Linked DNA regions of Mus musculus: region 2 is linked to region 1. Evidence: chromatin contacts called from public promoter capture Hi-C data. All regions are on one chromosome and are shown on one strand. The core of a region is the stretch at or near the end of the contact, and the rest is flanking DNA. Distances in the headings are between cores, read along the strand shown.

Region 1 (3,989 bases), core at 616-3,115:
CCACTCCTTGAACCTGTGTGTCTGCCAATGTTCTGACCAGGTGTGTGCCCATTGCTGCACCTTCATTAGACTCTTTCCTTGTACCCTTCCATACCCATTTCTTGAGAATAGACATTGTTTAGATCTGGAAATCCCCTAATCTCCCCCTTCTCCTTCCCCCCCTGAGGGCCTATAAAAACTGGGAACTCTTTCCCCTCGAGGTCGACTCCTCTACCCCTGCGTGGGATATGAGTCGTCCCCAGAGCTCTGGCTTTCCCGAATAAAGCCTCATGTGGTTTGCAACAAGCTCGGTCTGTCGTGAGTTCTTGGGTGTCCGCTATTGTCCTGAGGCCTGAGCGAGGGGCTCCTCTCGGAGTCTTTCACTAGGATTAAAGGTATGGGCCACCATACCCAGCTAGGAAATAAGTTTTATTTTTAATTTTACAAAAATTAAAAAAGATGTCTTCAGGACTGTTAGCATGTTTGGCCCATGTTATATTATGTTAGATATTTAAGACATTAGTTCTTTAAAATTTACAAAAAGTTGTAGAGTAACTGCTATTACTTAGCATTATATTCTGACACTGCTAAGTTTTGACAATATAGTGAGGTTTCTCCTTTAACCACATTACTCCATCCTTCTGAGATAGCAGAAGAATCTAGTTTTGATTATTCAGACTCCGGTTACTACCCACAATCAGTTGGCTTGGGGAAGTCTGGTCTACTGATAAGCCCCTGTGCTCTCTCGCTGTCAACTCACTGCGCTCTTGCTTCCTTAATGGCTGGCAGATGCGTTGCTTTACCGAGCAGTGAGAACTTGGGCACTGGGATCTAGGGCTTGCTTGGAATCTCTGATATTTGGTGGTCAGAGTCCCTCCTGGGGCTAAGCATGCATTCTCCTGTAAGACTTAGGCACCTCCCTCCCCGATTAGATTCCTGATACTCACAGAACCTGCAGATCACGTTTTTCTGCTGTTACCTCAGGCAGCCTGAAAAGGCTCTAACTCAGCGGGCAGGCACGACTCTTGTGTGGGTGAAACGACACTTTTACAGGGGTCTCTTAAGGCTATAGGAAAATACAGATACTTTACGGTTCATAATAGCAGTAATGTTACAGTTATGAAGTAGTAACAAAAACAACTTTTTGGTTGGGGTGGGGTCCGCACCAAAACATGAGAAACTGTATTAAAGGGTCGCAGCATTAGGTAGGTGGAGAACTATTGCTAACTGCTCTAAGATGTCAATTTTATTGTGTACCGGAGCTAAGTCTCAGGGTGCTGCGCTGAGAAGGAATTAGATTTTGAACTTAATAGTTTACCGATCTGTTTCCAAACATGGGGGAGATCCGTATGGCCATACATGATCCTTTACATGCAGATGCTTGGGTGAATTTTAGGAATTGAAATCATAACCACTAAGCTGTGGAGGCACCCTGAACTCTGGAGCGATAAAGGGCCTTGTAGTAACTACAGTTCCTATAAAAATACCATGCTCAAGGTCATGCGTGAGTGACAGCAACAATACTCATGTTCAGAATCCTCTAATATCAAGGGGAAAAGTCTCTGCGTGTATTAGCTCCAGGGCTGATGTTCAAGGCGATTCCAATTTTACCGTGACTTATTTAAAGCAAGAAAGCTGTGGCATCGTGTTCTGGGTCTAAACAAGGTGCTCCTTCCATCACACCCAAGAGACTCGCCAGCCGTTCCCCAAGTTAAAAGTGCCACGCCCGAGCAAACTTCAAAAGCCGTAGACTTCTATTTAAAATGTGGGGGAAGCACGCGCACGCGCAGTACGGCACGACGGCTCCACCCTCTTAGCATCCTCACCACGCATGCGCCTAACTGCTGTTCCCGCTCCTCCCCGCCCCTTTCCCGCCCGGATGTTATTTTAGCCCGACCGGATGTTGTTGTGAGTCCGAGAGCCACGTGAGGTTGTGCTACGTCATCACCAGGCACGCGCGGGGGAACATGGCGGCGGCGGGTGTTGTGAGCGGGAAGGTGAGTAACGGCACCGGCTGGTGCGGGTGCTCCTGACCGGTGGCCTGCGGCTGGCGGGCGGGCGGGCGGCCGCCGAGGGGCAGGCGAGCCAGGTCGGCTTCAGAGGAGACCGGCGTGTGACAGCGAAGGGGCTCCGCGGGGTGCGAGCTGCCCCTCCGGGGTGCTGGCTGGGTGAGCGCGGGGTTAGACGGTTCCTGCTCCCAGGCGGTGCAGGCCTGGGCGTTTGTCCCCGGCTCTGCCCCGCAGCGCGGATCCTTTCGGGGACCCCTGAATCCGTTCCTTCCCCCTGTGACTCTGGTTCTTTACGTCTGCCCTTCCGACCGTAAAACCTTCTCTTGTAAAAAGCCTTTGGCCACCCTGGCTTGCTTGGCTCTCTGTCGTCTTTGGGGGAAGGCGTCGAGTCACCATGCAGAGGAGCTGACCAGGAGCTCTGCAACTCTGTCCTCAGAGCTTGGGGTCCTGTTCGAAAAATTACCCAGATGGTTAATGGTTGCGGGCGTTAGGTTGGGAACTGGCGATTGACACCGCGCTGGGCTCATCTAGAAAAGCCTTTATGAAAACGTTTGTTTCCTAGATGTCTTCGGGGGCGTTTCTGTGTGTGGGTGTCTGCCCTGCTGTTTTACAGGAGGCTCTGTCAGTGACACCCTCACAGTGGGCTAGGAACCACCATTAGGTACGGAGATTAGATTAGATTAGCAGTTTATATGCAGAGAGACAGCTTGTGCGAATATAGGGTTATCTGCTTCATGCGATGCACCTGACTGCGTTTCCCAGTGGCGAGTTATTTCGCAAACGTCAGTGACCGGCTGGTAATGACTCAGAGCACTAAGACCTGTTTACTTGTTGCAGATAGCTTCCGCTGTTCCTTCAGTTCCACGTAGTATGTTTCGCTGCTTTTCTCCTCGTTTTGAACTTGACAGCGTTTGTGCAGATTTAGATTGTGGAATAACAAATACCGGCCTTATCTTCGGTGCAGATCTGAATTGTGACCTTGGGAAATTGGATAATTGAGGCTTCTCTGTTCTTCGTCTTTATCTGCAGAACGGAAGGGATGCCGGGCATCCTGTATTGGAGTGCTTAGGGGTAGACGCAACAGAAGCGCTTATACGTTACGTAGTCTTGCTCTTTCGAAAAATTGGTTGGGCATCCTTTTAGGGTATACTTATATCCTTGCCCTTTTAAAATATTTTTGGTCTTTTTTATTTGAGATGAGTGCTAGTCATCTCTTGATTCATTACAAATTAGAAAGTTTATCTTGGTGTTTTGGGCTGGGCCAATCTGGTACTTTCCAAGATGAGATCTTCACAACTTAAACTACACTTCTCTTTTCCAGTTTGCATGGATTCTGAAAAGAACCCTCGATAAAGCAGTTCTGAGACCTAAGGGGCTGCCCACCTTCTACAGTCATTAGTACCGTTCACAGACTGACTGCCCAAGCTTAACTTGTCTTTTGTGACTTTGCTTCATCACCTTATTTGACTGAGGTGACTGTCACTAGGAGCTCTGCAGCTGTGTCCTCAGAGCTTGGGGTCCTGTTCGAAAAATTACCCAGATGGTTAATGGTTGCGGGCGTTAGGTTGGGAACTGGCGATTGACACCGCGCTGGGCTCATCTAGAAAAGCCTTTATGAAAACGTTTGTTTCCTAGATGTCTTCGGGGGCGTTTCTGTGTGTGGGTGTCTGCCCTGCTGTTTTACAGGAGGCTCTGTCAGTGACACCTTCACAGTGGGCTAGGAACCACCACTAGGTACGGAGATTAGATCGGCAGTTTATATGCAGAGAGACAGCTTGTGCGAATATAGGGTTATCTGCTTCATGCGATGCACCTGGCTGCGTTTCCCACCGGCTGCTCCGTGGATGTTAACAAAGACACAAGATTATTGTGATAAGTTAAACTGGGCAAGGCAAGCCCCACCCACACCGAAGGACCAAACTCTAGGCTGCCAGTTCTAATTGTCAGCGTGGAGAGAAACTGCAGATGGCCATGCTTTTCTTTGCATCTAAGGCCTGGAAA
Region 2 (4,376 bases), core at 530-3,029, 4.9 Mb before region 1:
TGGCCAATGGAGAGCACAGGGTAAACAAAAGGCGGAATTATACAGGGAAGGGAAGCAAAGCTCATGGGCTGGAGACGTTCAAGACAAGGGGAGGGGTGTGCTAGCCTTATCCTGTAACTGGCTGGGGCTAAGGGATGCAGGGAGAACCTGGCAGCCAGGTAGCATTGATATGTTAAATAGGCAACTAAGTAAGACAATTGTCTCCAGTTGGTTACTGGTAGTAATTCAAACTGTGTAGCAGAGCCTTGGAAACAAAGTTTTCCTCCCAGGAATATTTACCAATATACCTTAGGGGAAGATTAGTTCAGTTTTTCTCAAAACACATTATACCACAGTCCCTCTACATCTGTGGGGGGGGTGATTTCTGACCTCCTCAGATACTAGGGAAAATGCTATAGAGAGGGATAGAGAGATGGCTCTAACTGCTCTTCCAGAGATAGGTCCATTCCCAGCACCCACGTGACAACTAAGTATACAGCCTGGAAGTTTTGCTTTGGGTATGCAGAGTGCACAGACACATATGCTAGCAAAAAAAAAAAAAAAAAAAAAAAACCTCACGCACATGAAAAAAAAAGGAATCTAAAAGAAAGATGCCTGTGCGTATTCGTTATGGTTGATCCTATGCACGTGACATTTGGGTATGACAAATGCCTTTATTAGAAACCAGCAACACAGCTTTGGGGTTTAATAAAAACATAGTTTTTAGGATTAACGTTAGGATAATTACATAATAAACAATAACCTTAAAGTAAAATAGTATTTTATAGCGCCCCTTAAAGGGCACCGCGACTTTTAAACACTATCCATCTAGAGAACCGCGGCCGCAGTATTCAGCTTTTGTTCTTTTTTTTTTCTTTTCTTCTTTTTTTCTTTCGAGACAGGGTTTCTCTGTATAGCCCTGGCTGTCCTGGAACTCACTTTGTAGACCAGGCTGGCCTCGAACTCAGAAATCTGCCTGCCTCTGCCTCCCTAGTGCTGGGATTAAAGGCATGCGCCACCAAGCCCGGCTGTTCTTTTTTTTTCTATCTCAAGTCTGCATATTCTCTGGGCTACAAGTCCCCACCTTTTGCTTTACTGAAAACAGGAACTAGGGCGGTGGACCTAGAGTGTGTTCCAGGTCAGCCAGGGCTACACAGAGAAACCCTATCTCGAAAAAACAACAAAACAAAACAAAACAAAACAAAACAAAACAAAACAAAACAAAAAGAAGTCGAGGAGAGTAGTATATAAACGGGAAAGAAAGCCAGTGGTTTCCAAAGCGGGAAAAGCATAAAAATGGACAACCCAGGTCATGCATTAAAAATGAGAAAGTACATCACAACTTTAACTCCCAATGCAGAGGATATATACAAAGGGACCTAGTTATCTACTTGGATAAATGCCCTCCCTACATGATGTAAATTCAACTTCTCCGCGGCGCTTTTACGTGTAAGGAGGCACCTAGCCGTCGCCACCACGCTCTCCGGATTGGAGATTCACTCTTTTGGGTAGTGCCCCAAGGTCTTTAGAGGCCTCTGCTGTGTTCTTTTTAAGAGAGCGGGCAGAGGATGCCCTGCTTTCCCGGGGTTCTCTGCGCCCAAGAGTCGTGACCTTTCACCACGTCTCCTTCTCCGCAGGAAACGCCCAGCACCTCTAAAAAGAGCAGTTCTGAAACTGTCAGCAGCCAGCCCGCCGTGGTACCTCCCAGCCTGCTGGTCCCGCCTGTCACCAGTCTCCTCCTTTGGGGCGGAGCATCGCTCAGACCACGCCCCCATACCGCCCGCCTCCTGGATGTTCCCGGAAGCTGACCGGCTTACCCGGGTCGAGTTGATTGGTTGCAGTTTTGGACACCGCGCGCCAGGTTTTGTAGAGTTGTTTTGAGCCAAGTTCGCCGAAGAGATAATGGCTAGGCAGGATCGTCTGCGCGAGCTCCTGGGCCCTCTGCACCCGTACAAGAGCGACGACGAGGAGGAGGATTGTGCGCAGGAGGAGGAGGGGGAGCAGGAGGAGGAGTTTGTGGATGCCGAGGAACTCTGCAGCGGGGGCATCAAGGCGGGCAGCCTCCCTGGGCGCGCGCGAGGTGAGCCAGCGCCAGCCGGGCCGGGTTGGCAGGGGTCAAAGAAGTATTTTCGATTCTCACTGCCCGGCACCCAGCGTCCTTGACTGTTGACAGACAGACCTGTGGTGTGACTGGCTGCTTCACCGTACTTAGATGTGGTAGTAATAGTCGTAATGACTCAGAGCACATACTGTGTTAAGCTTGGTTTTTTCATATATCGTCTCGCTTAAAGTTAACAGTTGGGGGTAGTTTTACAGTCGAGGAAATAGATGCACCCTCATTCCCACCCAGAAACAGAATCCTTTAATTATTGTACCACGCTGGCTGAATAAGAGACGGAGTTGCTGTTAAGCAACTTTGAGAAAAAGAGCAAGCGCGCGGAAACACACGGCCACACACACACACACACACACACTCACATACACACAGATTTACACATATACATACACACATACATAAACACACTCATACACATTTACACACATACACTTACACATACATATACATGCCCACACATTCACACATACATGTTCATACACACACACACACACACACACATTGTATTTTCATGGTCTAGTACAGTAATAGCTGCTGACCAGGACCATGTGTGGCAACTGACCATTGGCAATTTAAACACAACTTTGGCTGTGTTTGAAATTAAATAGAAAGGATTACATGTTGATGGAAGTGTAACTGGCTATCCTGGCCAAGCATTTGCTACTGGGACAGGCCAGGGAGAGAAAATGGCGAAGTTGCTGTCTCAGTGGAAATACTACTTGTGAATTAAGCAGCCATTTTGGTTTTTTTTTTTTTTTGAGATTTATTTATTTTGTGTACATGAGTGCTCTATCTGCATCTATACCTGCATACCAGAAGAGGGCATCAGATCCCATTATAGATGATTGCGAACCACCATGTGGTTGCTGGGAATTGAATTCAGGACCTCTGGCAGAGCAGCCAGTGCTCTTGGCTGAGCCATCATGTCTATAGCACCTAGGCAGACATTCTTTAATCAGAGAAGTAACCCCAACTTAGTACTTAGTACCAGACAGCACTTGGAGAAGTGACATTCATGAGATGCAGACACGGCTTTGCTAAAGAAGTCCGCTGAGCTGAGCTCTGTGGTAACTGTAGGAACTGGCCAGGAGCAGCATGTACCTCTGAGTAACTTCATGCAGAGGGAGGCACCATGGAAAATTCTTTAAGACCTACATAAAGGCTGATACTGGCTAAGGCGGCGGTAATAGGGAGACTGGATTTAGAAGAATCAGATTCATGGCTTGAATTGTGCCTACTTCAGCAACACCCAGATGGAGCAGCATTCTGTTGTAGACAGAGTCAGTCAGAGTGAGGTGTTCCAGGTAGCGGGTAGATGTCTGTATGGGTGCTGCCTGTGTGTATGTGTGAGGGGATCAGAGTGAGGTAAATGTCGAGGGAAATCATAACAAATTTCCTGTTATCTCCCCTTCTCATTTAGTGTCTATCCCTGATGAGTATACTAAAGAGAAATGTACCGTGTACGGACGTTTCCCACTCAAAGGTCCGTGGTGGCGCGTGAAGGTCCAGGTCCTGAAACCCCAGCGATCCAGGAGCTATCAAGTTCAAGGCTTTCCGGCATACTTTCTACAGGTTGATATGTCGCCACCAGATCAAAAACAAATCTGTTCGCTTTTTCTTAAAGAATGCAACTTAGCCTCTGAGCGCATACAGGAATTTTTAAAATGGGTAGAAAAAGTGTCAAGCTTTGAAAATCTACACTTTGAAAATCTTTGGGAAACATTAAGGCTTTTCTACAGAGAAACCGAAAAGAAAGATAAAAAGCTGTCTACACCAAGGGAGCAGCAGGGTGAGGAGATGAGAGTGGAAAAATCATGTAAGTACTATTTCTATTGGTGAGTTTTGGTGTCAGCCAGACATTCAGGGACTGGAGTGCTTCAACTGTTAATTTTGCTGTACCTTCCACGGATAAATTGAGCATCTCTAATCAGAAACTCTGAAATGCTCTATGAGGTAAAACTTTTTGACCATGGACATGGTAGACCAGGCTGGCCTCGAACTCAGAAATCCGTCTGCCTCTGCCTCAGAAGTGTTGGGATTGAAGGCGTGCACCACCCTGCCTGGCTAAAACTGTTATTTTTTTAACAGTTTAAAGTAAGTTAGTAGCTTTTATACTACAGGTGACATTTTCTGATCCATGGGCATGAACTCTGTCTCATTCACAAAATTATTATTTTCTTTTTTTGGTTTTTCGAGACAGGGTTTCTCTGTATAGCCCTGGCTGTCCTGGAACTTACTCTGTAGACCAGGCTGGCCTCGAACTCAGAAATCCACCTGCCTC

What was found. Promoter capture Hi-C pulls out the DNA fragments that hold promoters and counts their contacts.
Region 2: a promoter capture Hi-C map of pre-B cells shows a contact between it and region 1. The contact joins the promoter of Helb here to the promoter of Tbc1d15 in region 1. A contact is called at or near these places in 1 of 39 promoter capture datasets (pre-B cells) and 1 of 484 Hi-C or Micro-C datasets (Th1 cells).

Annotation. Positions count from the first base shown.
Region 1 is chr10:115,249,369-115,253,357 of GRCm38.p6, reverse strand. It overlaps Tbc1d15 (TBC1 domain family, member 15), which reads left to right and starts at 1,865. Exons shown (of 17, transcript NM_025706.3): 1 at 1,865-1,976. The coding sequence starts at 1,947.
Region 2 is chr10:120,110,368-120,114,743 of GRCm38.p6, reverse strand. Helb (helicase (DNA) B) reads left to right here and starts at 1,779. Exons shown (of 13, transcript NM_080446.2): 1 at 1,779-2,059; 2 at 3,516-3,911. The coding sequence starts at 1,882.